Linked DNA regions of Gasterosteus aculeatus: region 2 is linked to region 1. A link is a contact called in public Hi-C data. All regions are on one chromosome and are shown on one strand. Each heading gives the region's core, a stretch centred on a gene start, on an enhancer-like site or on the middle of the called end of the contact. The rest is flanking DNA. Distances are from core to core; before and after follow the strand shown.

Region 1 (5,221 bases), core at 66-2,565:
GTCAACATACAAGTCAACATTAAATACTGTCGTGGTGCAGAAATGTCCTGGCTTCTACTGACACATGGAAACATCGGTGTTCAATACAGATCACAGAAGAAACTACGACATCGCACCCTTAAAAGTGAGAATGATTATGTCGTTCATACACAATAATAAGACAAAAAGAAATTGCAATTAGATTATTGATTTTGTTTTTTCAAAACTTGTTCAGCCCACAATTGAACCATCGGCAGAGGCAGACTTCAAAAAGATCCTTATGATTACCACAGCTTTAACGAGAAGCTGTGCTGGTGAAAGTAGGTCAGGTCAACAACATGGATCTTAACACCCACAATAACACGCCGTCCCTCTCCTCTCCATCTCAAGCACAGCAGTCCGCGTGTGCTGCAGCGACCCTCAAAATCACCCTACATAATGTCCCTGTGTGCTGCCTGTAACGTGATGACCTCCAGCTGTCAAGAGGACAGTGGACAGTGGAGCCCCCCCACCACCACCCTGACAGGAGCTGAACAACCGAATGACAGTGACTTAACTTAAAGTCTCCAGTGGCGGCTACGACTTGTGTTAGCTAACGTTAGCTTAATAGTTAACTAGCGTTAATCGCCCCGTAACTTAAGTACGATGCACTTTCACGTGGAGGAAGTTACACCCGTTCGACGGTTCACCATCTTTGACGTTGTACACGTTGCATTTGCTACAAGGCTAACGCTAGCCGTGTTAATCCTAGCTGACGTCAACGAGTAAAAGTAACGACACCGCTGATCAGCAACTCGAGCTAAACGCAAGTCAGAAGTCAGCCAGGCGCCACATCGCAGCGTCTCGTTAGCTTAGCCAGCTAACGAAACACTTTGTAACCCCCTTGAGTTGAATGCGTTTTACAGTCACTGACGTGACAATGCGACTCGGCTCGAATGAAGTGAACTCACCAACAGAGTACAGTCACACACAGCCACACTGACACAACTCGCCACAACTGCGGTTTCATCTTCATCCCTCTCCGGCCGGGACGGACATCCTCGCTGTGACGTTACTCGGAAATGGGGTTTGTCTCCCGCTGCGGGCGAGCGCACTCCGGAGTTGTGTAGGATATAAATTCACCCGCCACTTCCTGTTGACTTAACTTAGATAACGCTAGCCGCTTCTCCGGTGAAGTGTGATGCTAACAACTGTCACACATACACACAACCTGCTGTTGCCTATGCCGATTGTCGGTGCGTATCAGCGGGCGACTCAACCGTCCAATCAGAAGACAGAGAGGCGGGTGCGCAGTTTAAACTGAGCATGTGGAAGGGGCGTTTGTTTCGATGGGAACGGTCGCCTGCGTGGGCGGCGCTGCTTTTAGTGACGTGTTTTGTGTCGACGACTCCTTTTACAAGTCACCACGGTTGCGATGATTACAATCACGATGTCCAAATAGCATGTCATAACTTTATTGTTCATCCGGGTCAATCCAAAAAGGTCACAAGGTCTGATCTGGTAGTGGGACTTTATTTCCTCATGTTTTCACCAAAAAATATATACTGCAGTAACCTGATATTGAATCCAGGCTGTCTTACAAATTGCATGTTTACGTTGAGGTCACTAGATGGAGCCAACAGAGCAACATTCAAAGCAATTCTTTTAATCCCCTCGGTGAGGGCCACGAAACTAACTACTAGTCTAACGCCCAGTGAAAGGGTGCACCTCCTACATGAAAAATCTCACACCCTCACACTATCTACTATGTGATCATTTCAATTACTGTAACCACACAGCATACGAGCATTCACCTTATAAGACGTATTAGGACATATAGGACGGATATAATAACTTGATCAGCATCCAACATGCCAGCTGTTGCTGTTGATCATTGCAGTGCCCGTTTATCCCAATCAAGCAACATTGAACTGAAATAGTTTGTCCATTTTTTAAATCCCTTAACCACTGGAACAACTGTACACTCAGTAAGGTCTCTGCTGCCATCATGTGGCTTCCCAGCCATAGCGGGCTAAGATTCCTCGGTAATCCTATAGATGTAATATTAAATGAGTTGGTTTGGTCTTTCAAAGTACGCAGTTTGCATAGTACGCATCAGCCACAAAGAAAGCCACTAACATATATTGAAAATTTACTATTGTATTGCATCCCTTATATCGAATACATTAATGGTGTTTGATAGGGTGAGGAACATTGTGCTTGCAAAATAGCAAAGTATGTTTAACTTCATATTCAGACTTTTAGGAGGAGACAATCCTTATTTTTAATTTAAATAATTTAGCGTGTACTTGTTTTACTAGGTTATTAAACCTACCGGCTTCTACAGTAAAGACTGTGTTGACAAAGTGAGACATTATGAGGAAGAAGTTTATTGAGGAGCGATACAGAGACACAAAAAAATAACAACCGATGCAATTCCCCGGTTTAATATTATGCCCTCTGCTAAACAATGCCATCTCACTACAACTAGAACCATTTCCTTGTTGATTTGATGAATTATTTTCAACTTTCCAATTCTCTTTCTACATTTAGCTTTGGCAATACAGAAGTGTAACTCATGCCAGTAAGGCAGTCTAAATCAGAGAGAAGAGAGCATTTAGTGAATAGAGACACAGAGAACGATTAAAGCGCTAGGATCCTCGATGAGGTCTTAATAGTCCACAGGTACAGTATCTCCTTATCATTGCCTATATACATCAGAAAAACAGTTTAGGCCCACATACACAATAACAAACTGACAGAGAAGCACTTGAACATTGACAATACCGCCTTAAGCTCTGATGGAGATGCTGACCAACTAGCCCGGATGGTTGTGAGGGAAATACGAGAGACTATAGAGTTGAGAAGGGAGCGCTAGTTTGGGATGGCCAAGGGGTTGCAAGTTTCAAACCTGAGAAAAAGTCTAGATGGAAACATGTAAATGCATGTTCTTTGTTCGTTCAATAGGGAACTCGGGTAACGTTTTTTTGTTGTTTTTTTCTCCATCTCACAGGTCAGCATCTGAAGCGGAGTTTAAGGCTGCAAGGGTCACAACTTGACCATTGATACAGCACAGGTGGACACCTATGAGAAGGTTAAATGTGTTATTGAGGCTGTTTCCATATAGAGAATACTGACAGTGCTCCTCAGCCTTGCTATGTGTGTGTGGCTGCTACTACAACACAGGAACAACTCACAAAAGTCCAACATTAAATTTACCCCAAAGGGGTTTTATGATTCACCATTAACAGCTTTGACCATGAAAACAAATACAAATGAAACGGCAACAAACGTGCAGACGGACGGCACATGCACACGTGTCCTCGCACACTCGCACGCAAGTACACAGAGTTACTCTCACACAAACACGCACGTACACGCCCACATACTAAGATACAACTCCTGTTCCTAAGAGAACATTAAGCTGATAATTAACACTTAAGGGGGCATTATACAATAAATTCATACAATACTAAATCAAACCCCGCCTACATATAGGCAAATTAGTCCCTCCCCCGTATACATACACACAAAACACGTGCACACACACTCTACATACAGTACACACACTCCCATGCAATAAAAGCAGCTTATGTGCCATGCTGCATTTTGGAATGAGTAGGGCAGTGCGGCTGCTGAGCATATTTTTGTGTAGAAGCAGCAAGTGGGGGCAGTGGTTGACTTGGTGAGGGGTTTGCAAGAGAGGGGTTGAGGACCAGGGACTGATACTGGGTGGTGGATCTGCTAAGCAAACCTGGACCACAGGCGATTAACAAGCGCACATACACATACACCACAATACAAGTACCATACTGTACATACATATATGGACGTCGTCACCTGGCAGGGAATTGAGGGTCAAGGGGTCAAAGACTTCATTGTCTGCACTAAGGAGGAGACTAAGGAGGAGGGTCCGGGACTGCAGAGGAATGGCTAATAGAGGAGTGATGGGATGGATGAGTGAGGAAGATAAGTGTACGAGGAACCCTTTCAGAGGTTTATGGCGGGGCTTGTCTTGTGGGAGATGGCGGGGGCCGCCGGCTTGGGTGTGAAAACGAGTGATAATGTGCATGGAGAAGTGTCAGAGAATGGGACGGAAAGGAGATGAGACACATGAGAAGAAGGTAGTAAATAAGAGAAAAGGAGACAAGAAAAGAGACGGGTTTAGTCGTCACGCAGGTTTAAGAGATGTGATGTTTGGTTTCAAAGTAAAATAGTAGAAGTAGAAACATCTTCAACCACTCGCAGAGTCAAAGAGTCAAAGAGTCAAAACTACCGATGTAAAGATTGTTGGAAACAAAATTGCAGAGGTACATAAGAGGCTAAAAAATGTGAAGCTTCTGCCACGAGCCGTCTTTACGACTGGATGGGGAAAAGACTTTTCCTGGAAAGAACTCTCTGAAACAATTTCTTGAACATTTTACTCACTTACTAAAAAAACACAGCACAGGAAAGAAATACGCTCTTCATTTAGCAGCATATTAGATTTTAAATAATCCTATTGTCCAGTTCCACGTAAATGGATTTCACTTTTTAACAAAAAAAAGTATCCTAAAGCTACATTTTGTAGAGATAGACGAAGATAAAGTATGATTCATTCCAGTGACAAATACTACCATCAATATTACGGTACTGATAATTCATATACCCTCAAAGACGTGTGGTATTTACCTGGGGATGCTAGGAGGGGCCCTGTTGGGGCGGCTGGGAGCCTGAGGGCTGTCAGCACTGTTATTGAAGGGCCCCAGGGGTCCTGGGCGGTTTGGTGGTGGCGGGGCCCCTCGGGGGCTCGGCCGCTGGCCTGAGGACATCCTCCTGGAGGCAGTGGGGCTGGATGGAGGAGACCTGGAGCAGCGGAGATGATAGGCATTGATTAATGTTGAGGAACGAAAGAGCGCAGAAGGGATGTGCATGCAGGGTCAGTTTGGTTTCCAGTAACTTTACCTGCGAGCACCACCTGGACCTCCCACCCAGGAGCTGTCAACAGGCGGAGGCACGGGGACGGTGATGGTGGTGGTGGAGATGTCACCGATTATGGCCAGGGCCTCCTTCAGGGCCTGGTGAGTCTTCAGCACCTCATCCCTCCTCTGAGCCTGCTCCTGGGACTCGTCCATCAAGGCGTTCTGGTCACCAGCAGAGTACAGCTGGGCCAACAGCTCAGCATTGATGAAGTCCTTGACCTAGTGGCAGGATGATCATTCAGAATTGTGACAACGAAGGAAGAGCACTGGCCTTTCACTCAGTGGAGGTCCTGTCGCTATAG
Region 2 (4,832 bases), core at 1,195-3,694, 89 kb before region 1:
TATAAAATAGTTAACACCTAATAAGAACACATTTTAATTTCGCAATTTGGTCTCATATGATGCTCAGCTTCACACTGAATGTCTTTATTTTGGCAGTTTCTCCAAAACAATGTTACATATTTGTTGTTATGTTACACGTTTTAGGAAACATGTCAAAATGCACATTATTATGTCTGTTTGAAATTCCCTGGCTGTCCTTGACCACCTGTTGAAAAACTCCAGTCTGCTCTGTTTTGCTTGCAAGATAATATTTCAGACAGAAAACTGCATTTACATGCAGGAAGGGAAGCCAAATATTTTCCGATCTATTACTAAAGATATTAGTGGCTGCAAAGCTACTTACTAACCCTCTTATAAAGAGTGACTTATTAAAATGTCATGGCAGGAAGACCTCATCTTGTTTACGGACTCCGACCTAATGCTCATTACGCACCTGCAAAGTGTAATGTAGCAAGTTGTACGGCTTCCTGAATCTGACATCCTCGATGTAATGCGGCAGGCAGCTGCCGGCGTAGTATCTGTTATCCAGCACCACTCCCCCGAGGTTACTGTTCAAGATGTTGATTCTGAAAGATAAGTAGCGGCGGCGTTTAACGGCGGGCAGATCGATTTTGAGGACTCACGTGGCGGACTCACCCTTTGGCGAGGTTCTCGATCCCCCAATACTCCTCGGCCTCCGAGCTACAGGGCTTCGGAACGTTCTTACAGCCGGCTTCATCCGACATGTCCCCACAGTCGTCCTCCCCGCTGCACTGCAGAGTTCTGGGGATGCAGCGACCTGACGGAGAGCAAGGAGGTGGACGGCATTGCGACACAAACACCCTAAAATCCATAGTTGGGGCCGGATGTGGGAGATACCTGTTTGGTTGCAGAGGAATCCCTCACACAAAGGAACAGTGACACAGGTGTAGTGTGCTGGAACGGCACAGGCCTCCTCCTCCTCGCCATAAAAGTTGCACGGCTGCCCTCCAAACTGGGATGGCTGGTCCAGTTTGGCATAGCGAAACTATGAAGACAAACACATAAACCGTTGGAGGAACAGAGAGGAAAAGCTCGCCTCTACTCAACGAAGGTGGTAGAAAGTGCTCCAGGGAACTATTACAGCCGAAATCCCATTAGAGGGCTGTTTTCACTTTGTCATGTCAAGGTTATTAATCCCCCCTCCTTGTAAAGTGGATGAAATAGAACGCTGAAGTACATCAGCCGAGACCTTTGCCAGCAGAGGAGCCCACAGAAAAACAGCACTCAGGAGTCAGCATGTCGGATGCCTCAGTCTGCACGATTATCTTACAATCCGAGCGCTGAATCTCGTCTTTCTGTATCAGAAATCTTATCTGTCTAATACCAATGTTACAACATGAACATTGGTATGAGACATAAAATATGTATAGCTCACTGCAGTGCACAAAACCTGTAGTCAAATGGGCCGCATTGACTGCGGCTATGCACTTATTGTTACTCGCTCTGGATAAAAGCGTCAGCTAAATTACATGAAATGTAATGGTTCTTCTTTGATTAAATTGCTAGATTGGGAAATACATTTTCTATTATTTCAAGATTACGTGACCTGAACAATAAATAGCACGGCACAAATCCCCCATTTATATAGCGATTTGTTATTTTTACACATGAATTGACTAACAAATGAGTTGGTGGATGCATTTGGTTGCTCCAGGCTAGTGTTCCTCCTGTGTATCTAGTCTATATGCTATGCTAAGTTAGCTAGCTTCTGGGTGCTGCTTTTTATTTACCAAAATGGGAGAGTGATACCAAACTCTCTGCAACAAAGCGTACTCCCAAAAAATGTTCCTTCCTTCTGCCATATTGGATGCAAGGGTTGAGCAGCACATGAAGTGAGGGACATCCGATGACCATCAACACACGTTCAATGTTGAATTCTGTGGTCACACCATCTCCCTCAATGAGCTTTTCATTTAAACATTTGCAATGGGTGGTTTTATTGTGTCTTGTGTCCTGATAGCATGTATTAAAGCTGGTGTTACCATAGTCTGGTGTTACCATACTCACTCTTTTCTTCTGGCAGACGTCACAGCGCGACCACGAGCTCCACCCAGACAGAACACAGTCCACGGGATGAACGACCACCTGATCGGCCGCCGAGCGAGCCTGACGAACACTGGGCTCCTCGTTGTCCGCTTTCGTCACGGCAACATAACTGGGGCAAATTGCTTCAAAGTAACATTCGTGTACTGACACACATTCTCAGCAGATTCGGAAGTGGAAAAGTTTTATTGTCTCAAAAATAACAAATGGCTGTCAAGTTCGGGTCGTGGTGGAACACAGATAAAGACACAGATATAGATGTTAGACAGGATTTAGGGAGGATTTCAAGCCTTTTTTTAAACTGTGTTGGAGGTTAACATTAAAATATCAGCCGTCGATTACCAAACAGATGGAAAAACCTACCTTAGCAGCACCAAAGTAACACAGAGCAGACAGCAGTGAGAAGTGAGCGCACTCATCCGTACCACCACAGCCAGCATGGTTGTATGTTGTGCCTGACAGCGAGCGAGGAGAAGACACTGCTCAGCTCCCTATGTAAACACGCACGGATCAATACCGACCCGCACGTGAACTCAGTGCCGCAACACACGCAGAAGTGGAGCCGAATGCACAAGACGGCAGACGTCGGTGCCACTTGACAAGGCGTCGTGGGATTAGGTTTTTGTGTCAGTGTGCGATGGACACACAGGTGTGACATCAGGTTCATGCTGCAGAGGGGAAAACGTGTCCAATTCCGTGCTCTAATCATCTCTATCTGACTGTGTGAGTAGGGATGTAGCTGTGGACGTATCTAGGTAGATGATTTACAGCTGGACAGAGGGGGGCCGGAAAGCTTTATAGACCCCCAGCGTCAAGGTTGTAGAGATATAGAGACAGAAGAGCCTTTGCCAGAGTGAGGATGGCAAAGGCTCAGGGGGAGATAGTGTAAGAAGGCCTCATGCGTGTGTGTGTATGTGTGTGTGTGTGTGTGTGTGTGTGTGTGTGTGTGTGTGTAGGCGCTGGGAGACAGAGGGGAGAGAGGGGGGGGTCAGCGAGATAGGGTCAACCCACCAGAATGACGGAGCCAGGCTGTCATCAACATACCAGAAATGGGGGTCTGGTGAAGAGGGGGGAGAATAACGGGAAGATAGTTACGCAGTCAGGATAGAGGGGGAAGGTTTCACTCAATCCAATGATCAAAGGAATGCATTAACTGTTTCATCGGATTGTAAAGGGTCTTTCTGATGATAAGGAGCTTGCTTTATTTGAGTGTGTGTTGCTCCAATAAATCTCTGCGGACTGTGGCTTCTCACCGCGAGTCAGATGGATGGAAGTCAACGAGTTGTGAATGTGAAAGAAAATAGTTACAACTGCAAAGAATAATTTCACAAAATAAGGTAATTGACATACTTAAGCCAGGAGCTCTGCTTGGTTATTTAAACTCAATTGTATGTCAATTGTAGAAATGGGATCAATTGGAAATGCAAAGAAAACATATGCTACAATAATGATATATGAAAATGGAGGAAAATAACGGCTTTGCGATGAAGTAAATTCCTGTAACAGAGTTAAACCATTGAAATTGTGTTTGTGTATTTTTGACCTTTAAACTTCACCTTGTCTGCTTTTGGATTTCACAAAGTGACACAACTGATGTTTACTGACCCTGTGAAAATCAACATAAGGGTTAACCTAATAAAACACACTGCTAGTCCTGAAATGACTCAGAATGTAATTATAACACATATATGTTGTCCTTGGAGGACGCACAGTGGGATGTGATTAGTTGATCTATGATTGTGAGGTAATACTTGGTGAAAAGTAATTACTACACCTCTCAGAACTGTTCAAATGTTCCACTATTTCTAAACAAAAGGAAATAAATATGTGCAGCAAAACTTAATATTTATTTTACTTTCCAACACATTAATTATCTAAAGACGCCTAATCTTGTGAGTCTTTAAACAGATTAATTAGTAACAGCGGCCAGTGTTATAATGAACACTTACTTTTTGATACTCAGTGTATTTGCTTTGAAAAACTACTTTTAATTATTAAGCAATTAAATCAATACGAGTGACAAAGCACATTCACCTGGCGGCAGGGATCGACTGCATGGATTAGTTTGAGAAGAGCAGCCTCTGTTGGCTGCCGGAGTGACCTTTACTACAATGAATGAAAGAGAGGTGGGAATCACATGATATTTTATTTGTGACTGAACAGTGGCATGGGTACAGTGTATGGGGAAGTCATAGACGTACAAAAGTCCTTTTTTTTCATGACAACTCTTAATTCCATAAATAAAATTTACAAAATATTTTGGACTATTTCTCATTTTTCTTACACAAGCAGGGAACAGTTACCATTTGTTATTGTAAGACTAGCAGATTATATTGATATCTCTATTGTTCATATTATATAAAGTTGCCTTTCCTTTTGACCATTTTGATTCAGTGGAGCAGACCTACAATATGCCCAAGTGCTTAGTTACAACGATGACCTGTTTACTGTATACAAATGACCCGACAAGAACAGTGACTGGACAACAAAAACAAACCTGATAAGGCATAGAAATGCTTTCTACTGTCTTCAAGCTCAAGGTTATTAAGTCAGTGTGGACTTACTTTGCTTATATTATCGAAGAAACAAAACATAGATATGATTCAAAGAGGCAAATTGTAAACAATGCGACCTCAGCTGGAAATGTAGAATATCTAAAAAACAAAAAGATGCAGTAAAGTGTGCCTCCTATCAACTAAATAGAAAAACCTGAAACTCCCTTTCAAACCCTTCCTTTCTTTCGAGCTGGAAATGTGAGTGAGACAGGT

The links. A called contact is a pair of places that touch in the nucleus more often than the background predicts.
Region 2: a contact with region 1 is called in a Hi-C map of liver, with 5 times the contacts expected there. The contact joins the enhancer-like site here to the promoter of LOC120815710 in region 1. A contact is called at or near these places in 5 of 6 Hi-C or Micro-C datasets (liver, skeletal muscle, tail fin and 1 more).

What each region holds. Positions count from the first base shown.
Region 1 is chr3:11,027,946-11,033,166 of fGasAcu3.hap1.1, reverse strand. LOC120815710 (SUN domain-containing ossification factor) reads right to left here and starts at 1,315. Exons shown (of 24, transcript XR_013467125.1): 1 at 930-1,315. It overlaps dnm3b (dynamin 3b), which reads right to left. Exons shown (of 21, transcript XM_040170614.2): 19 at 4,903-5,138; 20 at 4,630-4,803; 21 at 2,329-3,999. The coding sequence ends at 3,957.
Region 2 is chr3:11,118,418-11,123,249 of fGasAcu3.hap1.1, reverse strand. It overlaps c8b (complement component 8, beta polypeptide), which reads right to left. Exons shown (of 27, transcript XM_040170563.2): 15 at 2,785-2,834; 16 at 2,428-2,555; 17 at 2,029-2,176; 18 at 859-1,006; 19 at 637-778; 20 at 434-566. Among protein-coding and RNA genes, the nearest start is that of c8a, 9.4 kb to the left of the region's middle. Within about 2 kb of position 2,444, at least 2 of the 9 cell types and tissues checked have open chromatin away from gene starts, as enhancers often do. A contact at or near this core is called in liver, where this site is marked.